Linked DNA regions of Mus musculus: region 2 is linked to region 1. A link is a contact called in public Hi-C data. All regions are on one chromosome and are shown on one strand. The core of a region is the stretch at or near the end of the contact, and the rest is flanking DNA. Distances in the headings are between cores, read along the strand shown. Region 1 holds the start of Txndc2 (thioredoxin domain containing 2 (spermatozoa)). Region 2 overlaps Rab31 (RAB31, member RAS oncogene family).

Evidence for each region. A called contact is a pair of places that touch in the nucleus more often than the background predicts.
Region 2: a Hi-C map of the HPC-7 cell line shows a contact between it and region 1, with 2.0 times the contacts expected there. The contact joins the enhancer-like site here to the promoter of Txndc2 in region 1. A contact is called at or near these places in 2 of 39 promoter capture datasets (embryonic stem cells and macrophages), 1 of 15 datasets of contacts at CTCF or cohesin (the NIH/3T3 cell line), 5 of 484 Hi-C or Micro-C datasets (the HPC-7 cell line, Kupffer cells, LSK cells and 2 more), 3 of 115 datasets of contacts at active chromatin or transcription factors (the HPC-7 cell line, embryonic fibroblasts and embryonic stem cells) and 4 of 9 other capture datasets (adipose tissue, bone marrow-derived macrophages, liver and 1 more).

The regions. Positions count from the first base shown.
Region 1 is chr17:65,640,842-65,644,002 of GRCm38.p6, reverse strand. Txndc2 (thioredoxin domain containing 2 (spermatozoa)) reads left to right here and starts at 1,799. Exons shown (of 3, transcript NM_001146002.1): 1 at 1,799-2,026. The coding sequence starts at 2,022. Gm35477 (a long non-coding RNA gene) reads right to left here and starts at 1,693. Exons shown (of 5, transcript XR_003952220.1): 1 at 1,624-1,693; 2 at 1,010-1,539; 3 at 663-775; 4 at 459-551; 5 at 1-282.
Region 2 is chr17:65,680,151-65,683,090 of GRCm38.p6, reverse strand. All of the region lies in intron 5 of Rab31 (RAB31, member RAS oncogene family), which reads left to right. Among named protein-coding and RNA genes, the nearest start is that of Gm35477, 39 kb to the right of the region's middle. Within about 2 kb of position 1,355, at least 62 of the 459 cell types and tissues checked have an H3K27ac peak or open chromatin away from gene starts, as enhancers often do. A contact at or near this core is called in the HPC-7 cell line and adipose tissue, where this site is marked.

The DNA of each region.
Region 1 (3,161 bases), core at 550-3,049:
AACAGAACCAACACAGACAAAGGGGGGAGGGGGGGGGTCAGTGTAGTCTTTCCTTCCACAGATCAGCTTTCTAGTTCCTCTGTTAGGAAACTTCATAAATCAAAAGCTCACAATTTATGCCAGCTCGTCGTAGGTGAGACTAGTCCACAACACTCCCTTACTGAAGAGGCAGGAGTGAATTCCCAAGTGCTAACTCCAGCTTCCTTCTAGCAGGTAGCTCAGTGCTGCTGTCATGGCCCCTCGCGGCTGGGGTGCTAGGTACAGCTTAGATTTTCCATGAACCTGCATGAGAAGGAGGGCACCATTTACATCTGGCTCTACTCTTTCTTTCCAGAAGCCCAGAGGGAAGGAATACAGGAGCCGAATGCCAGTGTTCACCTCTGGATTTGATCTGAGAGGAAATCCAGAGGCCCCCCCCTCTGGGATTGCATCTCTGGCAGAAAGTGCTTGAAGCCCACCTTGGTGGTGGTCGTGGCAGCCTCCTCCCCCAGTCTTCCTGGAGTCTTGGCGGCGGCAGCCCCATGGGTAGGTCTGTTCTGCCATACTGCACACTGTTTGGAGACCAAATAAGATCCTTTCAGGCTATTTCATAACTGCCTAAACCTTCTTGTGCTTAAAATAGCTGGTTATTTGCTTCCTAAGTAAGACACACCCTGACTCACAGAAGGGTTCCTGGGCGACTGGGAGACATGCCTGTGCAGAAGGCAAACACACCACGAGTGGAATGGAAATTCTTCAGCACCATTAGTGTTTCGAGTGTCTTGAAATCCATCAGCTGCGAGAGGAAAAGGAAAACACCAGCAGAGCTCTGCCAAGCTAACACATGACCAAGATCCAGGCAGCAGCCACAGCAGAGGCCGATTTCCTCGCTCTCGCTAAGACAGTTGGATTTAGTGCAGCTTCAAACGCTTTTTTTTTTTTTTTAATGAATCTAAATCTTCCCCTTGAGCCTTTCCTCAATGGGATTAAGAAGGAGCTCAGAGAAGCAGGCATGACAAATTAAACGAACCTGTTAGAATTTCAGCACCCAGGGCTCTCTTTGCTGTAGCGACAGCCTTGTGTTTCAGGTTCCTCCCTCTCCCACGCAGGTGGGTACACAGAGCTCTATGGATTCACTGTGCCAGGCTCTCTGACCTCTTGCTGGTTTCCCTTGTGAAGTGTGGCCTGGCTTTGTTTGGCCCTGGGCTGAGAAGCACAAGCAATCCCTTGATGTACCAGAAGACACTGTCCTCTTTCTAATACAGTGATTCTTGCCTCTGACCATATCCCCTTTCCCAGCAGACAGGCTGCTTTGCCATCTGTAGGCCTCCATGGTCCATTAGTCTAATTGTTCCCAGCCTCACTCGGGTATGCGTAGGACGGACAGATCCTTAGCATTTCCCCTGCAGGCTTGTGTCCCCTACCCCACTGTCTTGGGCCTGCACTCACTTCTCTGCTGGGACAAATCCTGAATAGGCTATGGCATCCATTGTGGATGTGGATCTTCCTGGAGACTCCTCAGTGAGAACATCAGAGCATGACTTTCAGCTTTCAGGTTTCCTGTGGGCACATGAAGCCAACATCTACACTGATGCTTCTAGCTTGAGACCGGATATGTGCCTACCCTCTGGCTTCCCCACTCACAGCGTGGAAGAGAAATTGTCCCTTCCTCTCATCTGGGAAGCCTCATTGACATCACAATGTCATCATCCTTTGCTGCCTTGTAAAGCCCACATCCAAGGAATGAAGCCCCGTGTAACAATATCCCTTCTATGACACCAACAATTGTGAAAGGGTTGAGAAGCACTCAGCCCTAAATGAAACGCCTATATCAACCCTCCTCTACAAGGCTCCTGGGACCATCCTAGAAGAGAGGAGAAGAAGGATGCACGTGATAGGGGAAGGAATGCTGTGAGATGCTGTCTCCTGGCTGTGGCACTCACGGACTCACAGCCGCCACACAAGATCAAACCAGCAAGACCAGCCAGCGTTCCAACCGACAGCGCTAATCGGACTCAGTGGGCTGCAGAAAAGAGACGGACATGGAGTGAGGAGGGAAATGTGTTGAGATTACATGAGGAGGAGGGAAAGGGGAAGTGGGTGGGTATGATCAAGACTGGGGAGGAAGGAACAGAGAATGTATATTCTATTAGGAAAGAAATGCATGGGCTGATACCAGCATCCCTTTTTCCCTTAGTAGAATATGTTTGCTATCCAAGCCCAGATGATTACGTCGCTTCTAGTCAATGTCTCAAAGCTTCTATAGACAACATGGACATGCCACTGTCTAGACAACCTCTTTCATTTTGACTGTTAGTATATAGTGTGGTAAAAGAAACATAGAAATACATCTCTGTTAAGAATGCAGACCTTGGGCTGGAGAGATGGCTCAATGGTTAAGAGCACCTGGCTGCTCTTCTGGAGAACCCAGGTTTGATTCCCAGCACCCACATGACAGCTCGCAACTGTCCGTAACTCCAGTTTTGGGGGATCTGATGCTCTTTTATGGCCTCTTTGGACACCGGGCATGTAAGTGGTGCCTACAGACAGACCTGTAAACAAAAACCCATAAACATAAAATAATTTAAAACTTTGCCTTAAATGCAAAACTTCAATTTTCACATATATTCTTGGGACTGGATGGCTAGGCAGAGTAAATTCGGAAAGCAAGCAAGCGACCTCGAAAAAGATAACAGAACTCTTTCTGAAAGGTGTGTGTGCGCACACATGCGTGCCCAGGAGCATATGTGTGTACCCACACATGAGCATGCTTACTTGCACATGAGTAGTCTGCACTTACAGGAGGAGTGTGTGTGTGTCCATGCGCATGTGCATATGTGTATGTGCGTGTGCATGCACATGTACAAGAGCAAGCATGCGCTTTGTGTTGCTAAAGATGGAACCTAGTGCTAGGCAAGTTATACGATTGAGCTTCACCCCAGCCTGTGGAAAGGTAATTCGGTTGTAGTTATGCCTAGTGAGGTACACATGGCTGATCCAACTGGGACTAGCCACAAGGCAGAAGGTAGGAGGATGGTGACACATGAGGAGGGCTTATGGAGGAGGGAAAAGACAGTCCAGCAGGAGATACATATTTGCTATCATGTGATACTTCTCAGAGGCAATGCTTAGGAGAAAGCTACAGTGAGTACTGTAGTTTGTTCTCAAGTGTTTGTGAGTTG
Region 2 (2,940 bases), core at 106-2,605, 40 kb before region 1:
CCTGATCTTACCGAGAGATATCCCTAACTCGCCTGGAAGATCTGTAAACAAAAACCTCCCTGTACCAAGGGGTGGGAAGAGCAGCAGAGCCCCAGTGAGACATCTGGGTTACAGGCATGGTGTAGTGGTGGCACTTGTACTCATAGTGGCTACTAAACTAAGTCGGGGAAGGATGCATGGGTCCCTGCACCAAAACAGTGGAGGGGTGGTAGAGGAATGGAAGCGATGTCTTAAGTGATGTAGCCACTAGAGAGGTCGTTCGGGATCTAGTGGATAGCCTCACACCTATCCCCATACAGGTGAGCCCATTGAAACCCAGTGAGCCACAGAGAAAAGCAAAATGACATTAAAGTAGCTCGGAGACTGGAAGACTTGCTAAGAGGAAGGGGGTGGCTGTGAGGGGCGTGGGAAGGGAAAAGAGGGTGGAAGCCATGGGGGATGATCAGAATTCTTTCTCTACATGTGTGAAATTGCCAAAGGATAAACTCATTTTAAAAGCTTTCCCTCTGCTGACACTGATGACCAAGCTAGAAGAATAGGTAGCCTCTCTCAGCCCGAAGCACGCAGTCTGGCTGTGGGAAGATGGGCCTGGGAGCTCACAGGCATTCTGTGGGCATCACTCCCCTGCCCTTACTCCCACCATGACCCTGAAGAGACCTGGCCCAGGTCCCGGAACCTAGTTGCTTCTCCCACCCTCTGATTTCATATGTACAAGGCCATTAGACCAGGTTTATTTTATCTTTCAAGGTTTATCAGTGTGACATTACACAATAGTGATGTGGAGAACAAGAACTAGGAGAACAAAGGGGCCCTTCTTAGGTGCTGAGTAACAAGCTTGAGGGGGACCTTGCTGTCACTCACCTCCCTGCCCAGGATTTCTCTCATCTCCCCATCCATGGGAACAGCAGAGCTCTAGGGACGGTGACAGGCATGCTGCCTCTTCTGTGGCATGAAGGTCTTTAAGCTTCACAGTAGCGTGCTGGCCTCTGAGGGGAACAGTGAGAGAGACCCTTGGGGTGGCTACAGTGGGTCAGGAATCTGTGAACGGAGTGGAGGGTGTTCACCAAAGGACAGCAGTGTGAGGATTAAGCATCTTGGTAGGAAGAAAGAAACTGGCCTGGTCAGTTCTCAGCCATCCAGTTACAAATAGGTTTGTTTGTTACAAAGAGATGATGATTTTCTGTGTTGCAAAGTACTGTGGGAACTGTAAGAAGGGCTCTGTGTGTGTGTGTGTGTGTGTGTGTGTGTGTGTGTGTGTGTGTGTTTGGGGAGCCGAGAGGAGGTAGAGAAGTAACTTAAAAGCAATACAAGACTGCTTGTACTCCTGACTCATCCTTTCCCTCACAGCAGTACCAGCAGTACAAGGGCATAGTCCAGAGCAGACAGAAGAAAAGCCAGAGTAACGTGTCGTAGACAGGGCTGTGTCAGGGTGTGTCTCAGAAGGATTCTGATGGGTGACTCCTGTCAGAGGATAGCAAACAGGTGCCAGAGATGGGGACGAGCTTGACTTGTGTCCTGGGAGAGGGGTCTTGATCTTGAGGAAAGAACATCAAGCCGGGTGTGGTGGCACACGCCTTTAATCCCAGCACTTGGGAGGCAGAAGCAGGTAGATTTCTGAGTTTGAGGCCAGCCTGGTCTACAAAGTGAGTTCCAGGACAGCCAGGGCTATACAGAGAAACCCTGTCTCAAAAAAAAAAAAAAAAACAAAACAAAAAAACAAAAACAAAAACAAAACAAAACAAAACAAAAGAAAAAAAAAAGAAAGAAAGAACATCAACTTGAATATGGTGCCCTGTGGGGAGGGGAAGATGGACGGTGTCTGGAGAGTGCACTGAGAGGCTAAGCCTTTGATGCTGAGTCAGCATAGCTCCTATCCTGTTTCTTAGACCTGCAGCAGCCATGGTGAAACATCCAGGACACTGTTCCTCTCCTGACCTGCACTAACATCAGCCTCCTCCTCCTCCTCCTCTTCCTCCTCCTCCTCCTCCTCCTCTCCTCTGTGCCACTGCAGATGCTGCCAGGCCAAGAATGAAAACCAGTTTGCCAGCCTTGAGGTCAACTACTAGAGGAGTGTTGGGTCCCTGAGTAGGCTTGTAGTGACCAAAGCTTCCTGTGCAGTCAAGAGCTACAAAAGGGAACTTCCTGTATCCTAGAACTCCCCAAGGAGCCACACTAACTAGGGCAGCAGAACACCCAAAGCCCAGCCATTTTATATTTTAATAAAGTTGACATTTCTAGACGATTAAAAATATGCTCAGAATAGGTGGTTCTTACTACCCTCTCTTCTCTTTAAAGTATAATAAGTAAACATTTTTTTCTAAAATAATTTTATTTACATATATTTGTATTTATCATCAAATATTTTGCTAAAAATTAAAATGCCTGACTTCTTACATGGAACTTTAACATCTACCCTAGTTGTGAATGGGTGAATGGATCAATAAATATATATAATATATATATATGTACATATACATATATATATATATATACATATATATATAATATACACACCACAAGATATTTTTTATAAGCAAACCAATGAACAGAAATTGAAATCCTAGCTAACAAAAATCCAATGTATTCTAAATGCTAAAAGCACAAAACCAAACCAATCAACCCAAAAAAAAAAAAAAAAACCCAAAAACTACCAAGAAATCAGCCACATGGCAAGCCTTAAAGCTGACAGCACTGTTCACGGGGAAGGATGAGACACGGTAGCTTGTGCTGCTGTAGAGTACGTTCTGTGCTCAGGATACCCATGGTCCGGCCTCTACTGATGCTGTTCCTGAAACAGGAAGGAAGTAGCTGACGTGGAGCTCCCAGCCAGCCCAGAGAACACATCTGGAATCTCTTTCTTCAGTTTTAGAGTGTTCTTAAAGAAGAGTCTATAAAACGTTGGTGTGTGCTTAAGGGAGGACATGGCTACAAAGCATGAGC